2 separate regions of the Mus musculus genome follow, and region 2 is linked to region 1. A link is a contact called in public HiChIP or PLAC-seq data. All regions are on one chromosome and are shown on one strand. Each heading gives the region's core, a stretch centred on a gene start, on an enhancer-like site or on the middle of the called end of the contact. The rest is flanking DNA. Distances are from core to core; before and after follow the strand shown. Region 1 overlaps Gm31012 (a long non-coding RNA gene). Region 2 overlaps Hlcs (holocarboxylase synthetase (biotin- [propriony-Coenzyme A-carboxylase (ATP-hydrolysing)] ligase)).

Region 1 (2,849 bases), core at 245-2,744:
CCTTCATTGACATCTAGGAGAGTAACGAACTACTAAATCACTATGAACTCTCATCATAGTCACCAATTCACTTCCCTCCAACAGGAGCTTTCAGTCCCCGTAGTTCATTATTGCTGTTACTATTATTGTGTGACCTGTATGCATCTGTACATGTTCATGCCTGCCAGAGGCCAGAGGTGACTTCTTCAGTCACTTTCCATCTCAGTTTTGGAGACAGGGCCTCATTATACCGGGACCTCATTGATTGGGGGAAGGCAGTGAGCTCTGGGGACCTACCAGGCCCCTCACTCAGGCCTGGTATTATGAACACGCTCTGTGCCATGGAGCCTGGTGTTTCCATGCCTGCTAAGGACTGAACTCAGGGTCCCCTGTTTGTGCACCTCACTGGGTAAGCCATCTCCCCAGCTGAGCTATCTCCCCTTTTTACTCAATTCTTCACATGGCGCCTCCCTCTAGGCAAAACTAAGCCTAGGAAAGTCTGTGGACTTTATTAGCCCACAAGACAAAGCCCAGCAGGACCGTGGAGGGTTTCATCTGTACTGAGGTAGAGACAAACGGAACCCGATGAAGCCCTTAGTTATTACTGTTTTTAAAAGCATGCTCAATTTAAATAAACGTCAAGCCCCACAAGGCAACCGCTAGCACTCGACGCTCATGAAGTTAGCTCAATCATACACCAGAAGAATTTCTTTCTGTTGTGATTAATCTTTTCTGCAGGCTTTCCCAAGCTAAGTAGCAGAGTCTTACTGCGCTCCTGAAGCGGCAACTCTGAGGGCTGAGAAGAAATCGCATCCTCATAGACCTGCCCTGCCCTGCCCTGACCCAGCTGTGAGCATCAGGACCTCTGGAGTCTAGGGAAGCCATGGTCAAGACTCTGCTCTGAGGCCCCCAGGGGCCCTCACGGTTCCCCCAAAGTTTCAATTACTCAATAGTAAGAGTCTATAGCACTGTCAAGTTTTCAACTACAGGCTCCATGTCTACTGGGTAAGACTCCAACGCCTCAGCAGGGCAAACCAGGGATCCGTGATAAATGATGACCCACAAGTGGTCTGGCACTGTGGAGTTTGGCAGTCCTCCTTGGGTGTGATAATTTCCTACCCACCAACCATCCTGTCAGCACGTCGGATTTAAAATATCACACGTGGAACAATGAAAGATTGCCAGCATCTCACCACCACCTTTTGATTAATGAGCCATTCCTCTGAGATGGATTGGCTTGTTTGATTCCGTTACCTGGGATGACTGATGGCTGTTTTAAAAAACACTTAGCGGCAGCGTTGCCCTGCGTGAGATAATTTTCATACGCCTTTTGCAGCCGCATCCAGAATAATTGGACTTTATTGCCTGCCTTCCATGCATGAACCCAAGTTCCCTGGAGAAGCCTAACAGCTTGAGACCCCGCTGCTGTAGTCTTTCCACACTGATCAGCTGCCGTGGTCACAGGAAAGCTCCCACCAGATGGCCGGCCAGCCTTCTAGTGACATTTCCCGTTTCCCGTCCATTACTCACCAACGGAAAATAATGTGACATGAACTCCCCATTTTTGAGTAATATGTGGTTATATCCTTGTGGTTCCTGTGCTAAAGGCAAATGAATTATCATACAGTCGTTTCTTAATTCTCTGGGGAGAAAACAGAAGAGACAGCCGGTCACAGTGTTTGGCTGGGAGGGGGATCGGCACTCTTCAGGCATCCACCACGGCGTTTACATTTAATGTCCTAATTCCTTTTTCTTTCCCTTTTTCTTGTTGCTTATTCTTCTATTGCTCAGGAAAAGTAAGCTTGTCTGCTTAAGACACCAGAGCTCAGTTTTAAGAATAGTTGTCCTTGGACGCCCTGTTTGTGATTACTTCTCCCGGGTGTTCCTTTTCCTGATGCTCTGGTGCAGAAACGAGACATTGGTGGTGGACATTGGTTCTGTTCTGTCTCTAAAGGCCCAGTTTTCTCTTCCACATGGACCCAATTGTCTAGTTCTTTTAGAATTCTTTACTTTTTAGTTTTAGATTTTTTTTTAAAGTTAATTTTTAAAAAGCCGTGTGTTTGTGTGTCTTCGTGGGTGGATGCACACACGGGAGGAATACCGCAGAGACAAGAAGAGGCCATGGGGCCCTGGAGCTGGAGTTACAGGCAGCTGTAAGCCACCCGCGACTGGAGACAAATCCAGGTCCCTCTGCAGAAGCAGTGCAGAGTCTTGAGTGTTGCTCTCCAGTCCCAAGAAGCGTTACTCTTAAAAGCGGTGGCTAATACCCTGAAGTGTTTGACTCTGTGTTTTTCTAGTTCCCTTCTGACCAGAGCCTTGTATGTGACTAGCTTTTAATTATCTAATTGCTATCTTTATTATTAGAGACAAGTGACTAATTATTATATTAATTAATAATTTCTATATTATTAAAGACAAACATTTGAAGCTGACGCACCCTTACCTTGTGCAGGGTGGCGTGTAAGAGAATGATGTCCACCACTGGTCATGGCTAGTCTGTGGGGCCAGCGCTTTATGACCGTTAGGTTTGGTATAGCAGAACTCGGAGCCAAGCTCCACTGATTGGCACAATTTGACCCTTCCCTCTGACTCCAAGCTGTGAATCTCTGTGACTCCAGAAGCCAAGAGCCAAGAAACCCTTCTTTCTGGAAAGTTCCCTCCCCCCCCCCCCCGACATTCCCTTCTCAGACAAAAGGCAACATGGGGTGCAGGTCTCTGCTTACTCTGTTCTCACAGGAGAACAGAGCTAAGAAGCTGTTCATATGGTCCCTTCGTCAGGCAGCCAGCCTAGAGGAACTGGGGTCTCTCGTAGGCTTCACCCCCACAGAGGCATCTGCCCTTGTCCTGGAGATGTGATTTTCCCAAGGTTC
Region 2 (2,849 bases), core at 124-2,623, 270 kb after region 1:
CGTGGCATGGAACATCCGCAGGGAAAAGCGAGTTTACCTTCCGACTGAACAGCACCTCCAGGAGGCATAAAGGGCTTAAAGGAGAGAACGTGAGAGCTCAAAATAAAAGAAGTCAGCCAGCAAGGGAGTATCCCAGCCTGAAGGACTTCAGGTACCTTCCTGTCCAGCCTCCATGCAAGCCCTAAGGCTGGGAAAGCCCCTGTGGCTACTTGTATGTAGATTCCTGTATTTACCTCATTTGAGAAGGAGTTTATTACTTAAAAAAATAAGCTCCTTCCCAGCACTCGGGAGGCAGAGGCAGGCGGATTTCTGAGTTCGAGGCCAGCCTGGTCGACAAAGTGAATTCCAGGACAGCCAGGGCTACACAGAGAAACCCTGTCTCGAAAAACAAAAACAAAAAACAAAAACAAAACAAAAAACAAAAAAACAAACAAAATAAGCTCCTAACAGTGGGGGTGGGGCTGTCCCTGACTCTTTTGCCTACTTGTAGGACCCTTTTCCTCCTACTGGCTGCCTTGTCCAGCCTAGACGTAATGATATGTGCTAGGTCTTACTGTAATGACTCTGGTGGGTTGATGTCCCTGGGAGACCTGATCTTTTCTGAGGAGAGGCAGAGGTGGGGAGGAAGAGACGGGGAGGCATGGGGTGGGAGGGAGAACTGTGGTTGGGATGTGATATATGAGAAAAGAATAAAAAGAAAGAATTGCAATATTAGACATTCTTAAGCCACAGATACAGCATAGCCCTCTCACCTTACAAACAAGGAAGCTGGCCCAGACAGGCTGAGAGAGTCACTTTGCACCCCAGGCTGTTAAAAGTAGCCCAAGGTTTCCAGGCTGTTAACATGGCCACCTGCCCCACCAGGCACTTTCGGTTTTGGGTAAACGCTGCACACATACACACACATTCTCCAGCTCCAAACTGTGAAAACTCCATTACCATTCCGGTGACCTCTGGAACCCACAGGCAGGACTAGGCTCCCATCCTCTCTGGACTCTTCCTGCTCCCCATGCCCTTCCCACGGCCTAGGAGAAGCTCCTCTACCAGCCACTGACCTCACCCTTCTCCTTGCTAATTTGAATACTCTTCGGGGAGTGTTAGCATTTTGTCTAAACTGAAAATGATGAATGACTTCTTGTGCAACGCAGAAAGTATGTGGCTTTGGGCTCTCCAAGTGACGGAATACCCTCCATGCAGAAACAGACCTCTCTGTCCCCGAGGTGTGCCCGCGTATAAGAACCTGGTAAGGGGCAGGTGAGAACCATGAAGCTCTTGCTCCAAAACAGGTGTTTTATTTGAAAGAAAAACAAAGGTTGTAAATAAGCCTTAAAACAAACTCAGGAAAGAGGAAGTGAGGAGAGGCGACCTAACAAACAGGGGAAATAGCTGCTTCATTACCCAACACGATATTACAGTTATTTTTTCTTTACACATTTACAGGGTTTTAATACAATGCATTTGTAAACCCACCCACTGCTCAGCCTCTGTCTCCATACTACGTGGACACAGGTGAGTGAGTGGTCACACCTCCGAGAACACACTCGTGAACACGCCATTCTAAACCTGTCTAAACTGTTCCTAATTAGGACTCGTGTTAACCCCTAAACCAACGTTTGAGAAGTTTTTCTTATCACATGTGTCTGACTGCACCAGACCTGTAGACCTACTCACAGCCTCCCCTGGCTGTAGGCTCACAGCCTTCTCGGGGAGTAGTCTTAGGCTCGCCACCCAGTGATGTGTCCACCTAGGACCAGAAGTACAACCGGATCTCATGCTGGTCAGAAATCATGTTAAGCATTAAAGAAAAACTCTAAATATTCCGAGTCTTGCTTTTTCTCAGTTTCCACATCAATGGCTGGCTGTGTGTACTCTCCAAGAAAGGAATGCGATCATCTTGGTTACAGACAAACAGATTAAACGACTGCCGACCAACCTTCCACCTTCACACCACATGCCCTCCCTGCAAAGGGCCGAGCACACAGCTACCTTTCCTAGTGGCATGAACAGGCACCGACGAACCTGACATTTTCACAACTCATGGGAAGTCATGAGATCTGGCCTGGGCCCCAGTAGCCAAACATCCCTGGCTGACTTGCCAGGACATAGCCAGATGTCTAGTGAGCATATCCGGGTTGGCCCAGGTCAGGTCATGGCTCTGTTACTATGGGCTAACTTGTCTGTACCCTATAGACTCCAGATAAAACACTTCCAGCCACCAGAGGGGTTCAGGTCACTTGTAAATGGCAGCCGCCTCTATAGCTTCTTTCTCTAAGATGAGCGTGAGCTACAAGGATGAGGTTTTAACCACGTCCTCCAGATTGATTCCCTTATTGGCTGTTTCTCTTTATTAAAGATTTATTTATTCCATGTGATTACACTGTCGCAGTCTTCAGACACACCAGAAGGTGGCATCGGATCCCATTATAGATGGTTGTGAGCCACCATGTGGTTGCTGGGAATTGAACTCAGGACCTCTGGAAGAGCAGTCAGTGCTCTTAACCTCTGAGCCATCTCTCCAGCCCTTGGCTGTTTCTCTCTCTCTCTTTTTTTTTTTCTTTCTTTTTACTTCTTTCTTTGCTTCATATGAGACAGGCTAGCCTTAAACTCACCATGTAACTGTGATCCTGAACTACCTGCACTGTGGTTACAGGTGTGTGAGGCCACATCAGGTTTATACAGTTCTGATAATTAGGTACAAGCACCTCACCCCACTAACTGGTACCTGTGTCCTGCTGGAGCTCACAAGGTATTAATTGAGTGGCTGAGCTTTAAATAAAACCAAGCAAATGATTACCGAGTATACAACGCACAGAAGGAAGTAGTGTAAAGTTACCCATTTGCTAGGGGCT

The links. HiChIP or PLAC-seq counts read pairs in DNA pulled down with a chosen protein or histone mark.
Region 2: a contact with region 1 is called in an H3K27ac HiChIP or PLAC-seq map of the HPC-7 cell line, with 9 times the contacts expected there. The contact joins two enhancer-like sites. A contact is called at or near these places in 4 of 115 datasets of contacts at active chromatin or transcription factors (the HPC-7 cell line, embryonic basal ganglia, embryonic stem cells and 1 more) and 1 of 9 other capture datasets (pancreatic islet).

The regions. Positions count from the first base shown.
Region 1 is chr16:93,956,122-93,958,970 of GRCm38.p6, forward strand. It overlaps Gm31012 (a long non-coding RNA gene), which reads left to right. Exons shown (of 2, transcript XR_385072.3): 2 at 718-1,601. It also overlaps a transcript of Cldn14 not described here. Among named protein-coding and RNA genes, the nearest start is that of Cldn14, 28 kb to the left of the region's middle. Within about 2 kb of position 1,495, at least 26 of the 459 cell types and tissues checked have an H3K27ac peak or open chromatin away from gene starts, as enhancers often do. A contact at or near this core is called in the HPC-7 cell line, where this site is marked.
Region 2 is chr16:94,222,103-94,224,951 of GRCm38.p6, forward strand. The region is part of intron 6 of Hlcs (holocarboxylase synthetase (biotin- [propriony-Coenzyme A-carboxylase (ATP-hydrolysing)] ligase)); the gene reads right to left. Among named protein-coding and RNA genes, the nearest start is that of Hlcs, 67 kb to the right of the region's middle. Within about 2 kb of position 1,374, at least 100 of the 459 cell types and tissues checked have an H3K27ac peak or open chromatin away from gene starts, as enhancers often do. A contact at or near this core is called in the HPC-7 cell line, where this site is marked.